3 separate regions of the Rattus norvegicus genome follow, and regions 1 and 2 are each linked to region 3. The links are chromatin contacts, called in public Hi-C maps. All regions are on one chromosome and are shown on one strand. The core of a region is the stretch at or near the end of the contact, and the rest is flanking DNA. Distances in the headings are between cores, read along the strand shown. Region 1 holds the start of Pabpn1 (poly(A) binding protein, nuclear 1). Region 2 holds the start of Slc22a17 (solute carrier family 22, member 17). Region 3 holds the start of Thtpa (thiamine triphosphatase).

Evidence for each region. Hi-C and Micro-C count contacts between places; a contact is called where the count stands out from the background.
Region 1: a Hi-C map of kidney shows a contact between it and region 3, with 3 times the contacts expected there. The contact joins the promoter of Pabpn1 here to the promoter of Thtpa in region 3. A contact is called at or near these places in 8 of 12 Hi-C or Micro-C datasets (the A7r5 cell line, the Rat2 cell line, Schwann cells and 5 more).
Region 2: a Hi-C map of frontal cortex shows a contact between it and region 3, with 2.5 times the contacts expected there. The contact joins the promoter of Slc22a17 here to the promoter of Thtpa in region 3. A contact is called at or near these places in 8 of 12 Hi-C or Micro-C datasets (the A7r5 cell line, the Rat2 cell line, Schwann cells and 5 more).

Annotation. Positions count from the first base shown.
Region 1 is chr15:32,336,121-32,339,515 of GRCr8, forward strand. Pabpn1 (poly(A) binding protein, nuclear 1) reads left to right here and starts at 1,969. Exons shown (of 7, transcript NM_001135008.1): 1 at 1,969-2,320; 2 at 2,679-2,793. The coding sequence starts at 1,982. It also overlaps a transcript of Bcl2l2 not described here.
Region 2 is chr15:32,357,321-32,360,600 of GRCr8, forward strand. Slc22a17 (solute carrier family 22, member 17) reads right to left here and starts at 1,460. Exons shown (of 10, transcript NM_177421.3): 1 at 1,229-1,460; 2 at 606-1,097; 3 at 413-516. The coding sequence starts at 872.
Region 3 is chr15:32,536,576-32,540,026 of GRCr8, forward strand. Thtpa (thiamine triphosphatase) reads left to right here and starts at 1,323. Exons shown (of 2, transcript NM_001007682.1): 1 at 1,323-2,231; 2 at 3,363-3,451. The coding sequence starts at 1,685. It also overlaps a transcript of Zfhx2 not described here.

The DNA.
Region 1 (3,395 bases), core at 719-3,218, 200 kb before region 3:
GAGGCAGGCAGATCTTTGAGTTTGAGGCCAGGCTGGTCTACAGAGGGAGTTCAAGGAAAGCCAGGACTACAAACAACAAAATTAAAACAAAAAGATTTAGGGGAATGTGGTTTTATATAGGGTATTCATTTAGTAGATGGACGTGCCAGCACACACCTTTAATCCCAGAGTTTAGGAGGTAGAGGTAGGCGGGTCTCTGTGAGATTAAAGTCAGCCTCGACTATATAAATTGAGCTTCAGGCCAGCCAGAGTCAGTTAGTGAGGTCCTGCCTCAACAACACTGTTGTTGCACGAAGGCATTTGGTTCTTACATTTCCCTTCATTACCTTGCTTAAGTTGGGTGCCAGCAAACCCTTCAAAATTTGAATTGGTTAGAATCAGTGTGAGAGACCTTTCTTTGGAACTCATTTAGTGCCTGACTTCGGTGATCAACTTCAATTGGGATGAATCCCCAGCAACAGTTTGACGCTGCTTCCAGCTCCCAAACTCCTGAGGTAAGGAATTCGGCAGTGGGGTCATAAGCCATGCTTCTTTCTGACTGTGTTTTGCTTAAACGTATTCCTTTTTGTCCCATTCCCCTTTTGCAACCAAGTTAACCTTTTTGGTTGTGCTTGTATGAATCTACTCCCCAGACTTGTAGTTTGGTCTGTCTACAAAAAGTCCTCTTGCAGATTTAGCACTACTATTCTTTATTTCTATAAATGTGTGAAATTTCTACTGGGGTGTGGCTATCGTACTCTCTTCTCCAGAGCCAGCTCTCATGGTTACTTGAAGGTGCAGAGCTGTCTTGAGCACCTACATGGAGAATTTCCTCTGGGGTCTTCAAAGGGGTTTGGAAGCTAGGAAACTGGACCTAAAAGTTGTAGCCCTCCAATAATCACACATGTGTACTCTGCTAAGTGTACCACCATGTATGGATCCAAATATAAACAGGACTTGAGCCCTGGTCTGCAGGCACTCCACCTAGTTAGGAAGCAGCACAGAATCGCTAAGTGTGCAGCGGAAATAGGCCCACTTGTCTCAAGATAGAATGGGAAAGCTGGTGGAAGGCATTCTCACTGAGGTCTGGTTTAGGAGAAACTCCACAGATAGAGGCTAAATCTTTGAACCTCAGGTAAAACCGGGGAATGAGAGAAGTATGGAGACACTTGCAAACTAGCCCCAAGGCTACAGTAAGAAATTTTGACACTTCAGCTGGCCAGGAAAAAGAGGGTGCTGTACAAGTTAGGCAAGAAAACAGGCTAAGTCTAAGCAGGGGTTAGAGTCTAAAACAATCACCTCTGCAGAACAATGGGACAACTCCAAGTCTGAGTGAAGATTAGTGAGGTTTGTTGATTTTTTTTTTTAAATACTATTCTTTAGGCTACTTCTCTATGTAGTGCTGGTTGTCCTTGAACTCACTCTGTAGAGTAGTCTGGTTTTGAACTCACAGAAATCCGATTGCCTCCGCTTTCGGGGCGCTGGTATTAAAGGCATACGCCACCACACTCAGTCCAGGAATTTCCTATCGTTAAGCCAGGCAACCCTTTCGGGAGCAAGGTTCACCTGTCGCACAGCGGGTGTCAGCCCGTCGAATCCCATAAGCCAATCGGCATCCAAGAATGGGCCACTTCGGTGAGACGTTTGGAAGATTGGTCCTTTCCACTTCACCAGTCAGGGGCCAATTGCCAAGCATCCTCCATGTTGTGGACCCGCCCATGGGCGGAGGATGAGCGGGAAGTCGTCACAGTGCAGGCTTATTGTTACCTAAGGACTCGACAGGAGGTGGGGTGTGTTGATTGACAGGCATATTTCACCTACCGGGTTCAGAGATTTTGGCACGGTGGCCCGCCTTAGAGGTGGGGTCGTGTGTGATTGCCAAGTAGAATTCCCCAATAGTATTCGAGCTCGAGGTAACGGGCAGGCTGACTGACTAATGAATCCTCGACGTGGCCAGCTCAGTTCTCCAATCGCCGAGCGGCGGGCCCCAGTCTGAGCGGCGATGGCGGCGGCGGCGGCGGCGGCAGCAGCAGCGGGGGCTGCGGGCGGTCGGGGCTCCGGGCCGGGGCGGCGGCGCCATCTTGTGCCCGGGGCCGGTGGGGAGGCCGGGGAGGGGGACCCGGGGGGCGCAGGGGACTACGGGAACGGCCTGGAGTCTGAGGAGCTGGAGCCTGGGGAGCTGCTGCCAGAGCCCGAGCCCGAAGAGGAGCCGCCCCGGCCCCGCGCCCCTCCGGGAGCTCCGGGTCCTGGGCCCGGCTCGGGAGCCCCCGGCAGCCAGGAGGAGGAGGAAGAGCCGGGACTGGTTGAGACCGACCCCGGGGACGGCGCCATTGAGGACCCGGTGAGGGGAGGAGGCCGAGCGTGCGGGCCGGGTCATGGGAGGCCCAGAGCACGGGCAGGAGGCAGGCAGGCGGGGGGTGGGGTTGGGCGGGGAATAACGTGGCTGGTGGCGGGCCGAGGCCGTTCGTGAGCGGTCTGATGGGGCATCATGGGCGCCTAGGATGGCTCTAGAGAAGGTAAATTAATTGGCTCTTTTTATTTTTCGGCGTGTTTTTTAAAAAATTGATTTTCTATTTCAATCACGACCCTCGCACGAGGCGAGGGAAATGGCCGAGCATGGCTGTGGCCAGGCCCAGACAAAATGAACGGCACAGCCCCTGCGTCTGTGGTTAACTGCATGCCCTGCTCATTCATTGTAGGAGCTAGAAGCGATCAAAGCTCGAGTCAGGGAGATGGAGGAAGAGGCTGAGAAGCTAAAGGAGCTACAAAACGAGGTAGAGAAACAGATGAATATGAGTCCACCCCCAGGCAATGGTGAGTAAATGGCCTCTTGCACATACAGTCGGGGTCTTTGGTTGATAGGGTGGTGGGGGAAGACTGCAGCGGGGCATTAGAGGCTCGGGATCTTGAAGCCGCTCATCTGAGCAGATTTTCTGGGCAGGTGCTGTGGTCATAGTCCATTATGTGTTCTACTGACCTTTGTTAGACGCAGGCTGTTTTGGTGGTGATAGTGTTGTGCCTTCCTTTGTCTCATTTATAAGTGTGTTTCTCTTTGTTCTTAGTTTGTCTGTACTCTTGTGGCGATTAGCAGCTAGCATTTGACCTTCAAATCTTAACACTTTTCAGTGAGAGACCCTTTATTAGGATTTATAAGGTGACTGATGGCTGTGAGGAGTTCTTTTAAAATGTCAGGTTTCGGTACATTGAGTTTTGTTCACGCTGAGAGGCATTTCAGCCAAAGCTGGATAGAGAGTCGACTTGAGAAACATAAAATCTTAATACCCTTTTCTTTGGTTTTTAAGAGGTAGTTTGTCTAATGTATAGTGAGACCTACTATGTGCCGGGCACTGTTATAGGCAGTAGTTGGTATAGCAGAACAGGCCCACATCTTAACCTGATGGTGGAGTGTCTATGTA
Region 2 (3,280 bases), core at 210-2,709, 180 kb before region 3:
TAACATTTAAGTTTTAGTAATGTGGCCACCGAGACGAGTCAGCTATTAGCCAGTGAAGATTGAATCTAGGATAGTAAGGGCACCGAGAGGGAGATGGGACATGAAATGTTTTGGCCGAAGAATCGCTTGTTAACTTTTGAGATGAAGCCACTGTCTGATGGCTACAGATCTTCTGAGAGGGACTGGAGTAATAGGTCACGAGTGTGAGGTCATTTCCTTGTGTGGAAGTGGGTATAGAAGGTGTATTTCTTGATGGGGGACGAAACAGTAGTTACACAGGAGTCCAGAGGAGACTGCCGAGTGTAGACAAGGGAACCATCCGTGTCCTCTTGCAAACCCAGCTGCTTGGGCTAGCTCTGTCAGCAATCCCTCTTTTCTATCAGCCCTACCTCCCCCCCCACAACATCCTCACCTGTCCGCGGGGTAACCGAGGAACAGGTAGCCGGAGGCAAAGCCCAAGATGAAGAGGATCTGCTCCAGGATCACCTGCCAGCCCAGGTCACACACCAGATCCCACTGGGGACGTGAGAGTGGTGCAGTCGCATGAGGCCGGGTCCTCGTTGCCCTGGCCCGCTCCCACTCCAGGTCCCGCCCGGCCGCCTCACCTGGCCGATGGCATTGGTGGTGAGCACGGGCAGTCCGTTGTAGTCCCAGTCCTTCAGGCAGTGGTTGAAATCCGGTGGGGCGAAGCCACTGCACGAGGGGTCCGTACTGGTGACGACTCTGCTGGCGGCGCTGGCTGCTAGGGCTGCGCCGGCGACGCTGACGCCGCTGGAGTTGGGGGGCTGCTCCCAGCCCGAAGCGTTGGGGGGCAAGGCGCCGTAGTGGCAGTGCAGCGGGGGCGCCAGCGTGAAGATGGGGTCTGAGGCCATGCCCAGCGCCACGAAGAGCACGGGCAGGCAGCACAGGCCGAGCTGCAGCTGCTGGCCGCCACCCAGGGCCCCCACCTGGGCGAGTAGAGCCTCGAAGCTGAGGGGGCCCGGGGGCGCGGCCAGCGACAGGCTGCTGCCCAGCGCGTCGCCCTCCCCCTCCCGCCGGCGCTCCCGCTCACCCTGCAGCTGCTCGGGGGGGACCGCATCTCCGAGGCTCCCGACCTGCTGCGGCGAGGGGTGGGGGAGAGAAGGTGAGGCGGGGGAGGCCGCGGGCACGCGGGGGCCGCGGGTGGGAGGCGGGGCGCGCGGCACGGGCGGGGAGAGGTCGCCGGAAGCCCCGGGGCACAGACACTTACTCCATTGGCGCCGGGGGCGATCTCCACGGTGCTGTCGATTTTGTTGCCGCCCCCGCCATTGGGCTCGGGGGTCCCGGTGGCTACTCGGGGAGCCAGCTTGCCGACCGCTGGGGCCCTGACGGCCGCGCCGAGAGAATGAGCTGTTGTCTGGCCCAGCTATGTGCAAAGGGCTGGGACGCCGAGGGCCGGGAGACCCCGCTCTGCAGCTCTGCAGCCGCGGGCGCCTCCTCCGTCTCTACGGTCGCTGCGCTGCTTTCCCCTCCCCTTCCTCCAGACTCTCCTCCCCTTCCCACGTCAGCAGAACCTGGGTCCAGACTGTTCGTCAGAGATAAAGGGGGGGGGCCAAGGCCCCCGTGGAAGGAGGGGCTGGGGTCTCCGTCGTTTGTTTTTTGGGGCTGCAGGCCATTGCGGTTTAGAAAAAAGGTGAAGGATATTGCGGGGACAAACGCCTTAGATTCCTCCTTTATTCCAGTTCTTCCCCGTCACTCATTCATCCATCTGCTCTCCACCCTTCCACATTAATTTTATCGATAAAATGTATTAAGTGCCTACTGTATCCTAGGCAGTGCGTGAGGCCCGAAGGATTATAGGGTGGACAAAATGCCCTTAGAGGTGGTTTCTAGAGGAGGCGACCGTGTAATTCAGTAATTGCGGTATGGTTTATGCAGATGGAGGGATCTGTTGGCACCTTGCTTCTGCTCTTCAGCTTCCGTTCTCTTCAGGGGAACAAGTCTACGTTTCCCCACACCTAACTTGGTTGGATCACCATTTTCCACACGTTTGGCACTGCTGACCACCTCTTCTAAACTTCCTCCCTTGACTGCCAAGTCTCACCTTGTGGCTTTTTTCTTCTCTTCATTTCTCCATGGTCGTCACATGCTCCTCCTCCTCCTCCTCTTCAGCGTTTATACCTTCCCATCTCATACCGTTACCTCCCTGCTATCTGGATTAGACACCATCGGCCCAGACAAGACCTGATTCCTATTCCCACCTCTTCTCAGAGTCCCGAGTCAGTGAAGCAACCTCTTGGTAGCCCCACATATGCGTGAATGTCTCTTAGAGGCCCCAAGAGCACAATCATGCAACACCCTCCCCGTAATCTGGGTGTCTTCTAATGCTTCCCTCTCTGAGAGAATGGCACCCTCACCATCCACCTACGGCCCGTTGTTTGGTGTGTGCCCTTGGAATGCCTTCATCTCATGCCAAGGCCCTTATAAAACTCTTCCACAGTTCTCCACTTAGCATGTGCTGTGGGACCCTTAGTTCCCGACTGATGTTCTGGGTCCACTCTTGCTTCTCTCCATGTTATTTATGGTGCAGATGGAATGATCTTTTTAAAAATGCAGGTGCTTAATTTTTTAAAAATGTATTGCCGTGTAAGTGCATGATGTGTATGTGTACATGCCAGGCTGCGTTGGTTGACGGTCAGAGGATAACCTGAGCATTCTTGTCCTTCCATCTTTTCATCAGTTCTGGAGAAAAGAGTCATTTCCAGACAGGTCTGCACGCTGACCCACCATGCTAGGGTCACAAACGGAGGCCTGATTTCATCTCTTTCTTACTCAGCTGCCTTCAGTGACGTCTCTTACCAGGAAAACTACTCTAGACAATTCACACGTGGGCCTACATGCCTGGTCACATGATGCCGTAGCTACATTCCACCTCTCTGCCCACTCTTCATTCCGACCACCTGGCTGGCTCTCTTCATTTTTCCAGCATCCGAGGGCCTTTGCACAAGCTGGTTCCAAGGCCTAAAGGCTTCTCCTTTAAGGTTCCCACATCCTGTGGCTTTCAGTTCAAGCATCTTTGCCTCAGAGAAGCAACCCTGACCCGACGTGCTATCCAAAGTGTGGCTGATGGACCCACGGCATCCACACCACTTGAGAGGTTGCTAAAAATGCACAAATCTTGGCCTCATCCAGACCCAGGAACCATAATTTTCAACCAGATACCTGGACATATATGGGTATTGAAGTTAGGTATTTTCATGGTTATTCCTCTTAGAGATGTAACGTTTGCTAGGTATTTCATCCTCAACCCCAGGAAAACCCA
Region 3 (3,451 bases), core at 73-2,572:
TCTTGCCCCAGCTTGCCCGATGGTGGGAAGCCAGGTGCACACCACTCTGCCTGACTACTGTTTGTACTCCTGACAGAGCTGCCTCCAGGACTGTTGGACTGAGTCTGGCACTCACTCGTGGCTTTTCAACCTGCCACTCAATTACACTTCAAGTCATTGTCAGCTTAGATACTGGCTAGGTGCTGTAGCTAGTTTCTGGTTCTTTACTTAGGCAGTTATTCTCATCTAGGCCTCCAGTAATCCCATCATATTCATTCATTCATTCATTCATTCATTCATTCATTCATACACTCTCTCATTAAAAAGAATATGTACCAGTGTTTTGTCTGTAGTACAGAAGGGTGCCAGAAGAGGGAGTAAGAACCCCTGTAACTAGAGAATGCTGGGAAGGCAATCCCAGAGCTCTGTGAGAACAGCAAGTGTACTTAAGTGCTGAGAATCCATCACTCCAGCGCTCCCATCACATCTCTTAATTCACATTCAAAACAACTTCCTCCACGGATACAATATTTCCTACTCATCTTTATTCTAAACCTTTGAACCAGTTTGTATTAGATCCCCTCTAAAGTCCCAGTAAAGAGGTAAGGGCACGTTGGCTCACACATGTAACCCAGCAATCACTCGAAGGGGAATCGGCAGTTCCAGGCTAAATTGGGTTACATGAAATCCTTAGGTCAAAACAACAACAGACCCAAAACAACAACATGCAACAACAACAACAAAAAAAAAAACTATAAAAATATTCCAAGTGGCTAAATTGAATTACAGGCCACCACCACCTGGGAGCCATAGTTTGTGTTTCATCAGGACCACCCACCGTCTACACTGGGAGGGGTTAGGAACTACCCTTCCCGTTCGCCACACCCCCCAAAGCCTTCCAGTAGAGCTTTAGGTAGATTCCGGCTGGCTGACACTAATTACATGTTTCTCATCACCATAGTGACGGGTGGCCACGAAAGGTGAGTTGGCCCTTTGGAACTACATCTCCCATCATGCATCAGGCCCAGAGTGCCAGGCTCACGCTAAGGCTCGAGATCTTGGCCGATGCCGGGGCTCCAGAAAAGATCCAGGATGAACAGCAGGCAAGAGGATGGTCTTGCTCCTCTTGCCCACCGGGTTGGGTCGTACGTAACCTAATAGACCTCTCAGGCCTAGCTTGCCATCGGCACCGCCACACCGGTCTAATATGGCCGCTGGTGCTGGGACCGGACTCGCGCGTAAAAAGCCAGGACTAAGGTCCGGAGCGGGAGACCGCTCCCGGCATTCCTCGCGGGTGTAGCGTGGGCACCCTTCCCCCACTTCCGGGTCCCGGGAGAAGGAGACCCTGGGGTCTTGAAGAGTGTCCGGAGGTTCCGCTGTATGGTGCTTAGGCGAAGAATGGCAGGCCCTCCTGGGCAGTGAATTCTGGCCTTGGGTAGCAAGGTGTAAAGAGAAGATAGGTCATCAGCATCACGGCCTGTTTTCTAGGGAGCCTTTCGGGTTATCAGTAGTAGGATTTAACTGGAGACTTGTCACCATTGTTGCAGCCCGGTGAGACCTTGAAGTAGAGCCTTGTGTCACTGGAGCAGGGCTCTGAGACAGTGTATATGCATCTTAAATTCATCCAGGACTAGTGGGTCTTTGATGACTAGTCCTCACCTTGAGCACGCAGTGAATTCTTCACAAAAGTGTGTTGCAGGTTAACATGGCCCAGGGCTTGATTGAGGTGGAGCGAAAGTTTACTCCAGGGCCTGACACAGAGGAAAGGCTGCAGAAGTTGGGGGCCACCCTGGAGCACCGGGTCACCTTCCGAGACACGTACTATGATACCTCTGAGTTAAGCCTTATGCTGTCTGACCACTGGCTGCGACAACGAGAAGGTAGTGGATGGGAGTTCAAATGTCCTGGAGTAACAGGTGTCTCAGGACCTCACAATGAGTATGTGGAAGTCACATCGGAATCTGCAATTGTGACCCAGCTCTTTGAACTGCTGGGGTCTGGGGAGCAGGAGACTGCAGGTGTGGCTGCTGTCCTGGGCCGACTGAAGCTGCAGGAAGTAGCTAGTTTTATAACTACACGAAGTTCCTGGAAGCTGGCCTTATCTGGAGCCCATGAAGAGGAGTCACTGCTCACAGTGGACTTGGATTCAACGGATTTCGGTTATGCCGTGGGTGAGGTAGAGGCCGTGGTGCATGAGAAGGCTGAAGTCCCGGCTGCCCTAGAGAAGATCATCAGCGTCAGTAGCATGCTTGGTGAGGGAGATAGGCCTCTGTATGCTCAGCAGAATGCTGGGTGAGGGAGACTGGCCCTTTGGGCTGTTTTTGTTTCTCACTTAACCTCACTGGAGAGTGAAAATCATTGTTGTAAGGGAAGTTTTTTTGTAGCGATTTTCTTGAAAAATCCAATTTGCGTACGCTTCTATAAAAATCATTCCCTATTCTTTAGTAGCTAATTTGGATTTCATTCTTCCCGGTTCCCAATCTTCATCCTAGTTGTCACTTAATTCTCCTAGTTCTATTTATCAGGTTTCTGCTTTGATCCTTCACAAACTTCCGTTTTCTCTTTCAACTTCCTACATGGTTATTTTACTACTCCTTTGGCTCTTTCTGTAGTCTTCTGTGTAGCCCAGGATAGGCCTTAAGCTTGTGATCCGCCCCAGGGCTGGTGTTACAGGTGTAGGTAGCCACACCCCCTCGACCATGCTTTCCGATTGGTGTAAAGATAAGAGCACCACATTGGTATGGGGGGCGGGGCAGTGGTGTACTCTGGCAGGTGGTTCTGTCTCCATATCTAGCTCTGAAATAACTCATCTGCCCACTTTGTGTGCCCCACAGGGCCTGACAGCCCTGGAGGGCTGAGCCTCCTTGGAAACCACCCGTGGTTTCCTGCTGTGGGTCAGCAGGCTGCTGTCCATTAGCGACACTGGCATCAGGCAGTTAGAGACGAGGTTCTGTGAGCTCCCCTCGCGGTTCCACAGTTCCAGTTCCGGAGCTCCGTTTCTCACAGCGCTTGGTTATCTTCCGTACTCCGCTGCGTGTGCTCCATTACCAAGCTAATGAGCTTCAGCCTGCCTAGATGGGCTTGAATCTTGATTGGGAGAAAGCGGTAACAAATGAAGTGAGTTTGGCTCCCCTGCCTCCGTGGCACAGGATGCTGCTTCACCATCTCTCATTGCTGGAGGAGAGGCACAACCCAAGTGGGTCTTTGCCGTGAGGGTCTCACCTTTGCAGTCCAGTGAGTGAGTGGGTGGGTTGGACAAGCTGCTTGATGACGTCTGGATTCTTAGTGCTTTGCAAATTTTGCCCTGGCCGGGTGGGCAGGGACCAGAACGGAAGCGTGTACAAGGGCTCAATCCTCTTTCCTCCTTGTCCCCTTGCCCGCAGGAGTGCCAGCACAGGAGAAGGCACCTGCTAAGCTCCTGGTCTACCTACAGCGCTTCAGGCCTCAGGACTATCAGCGCCTGCTAGAAGCA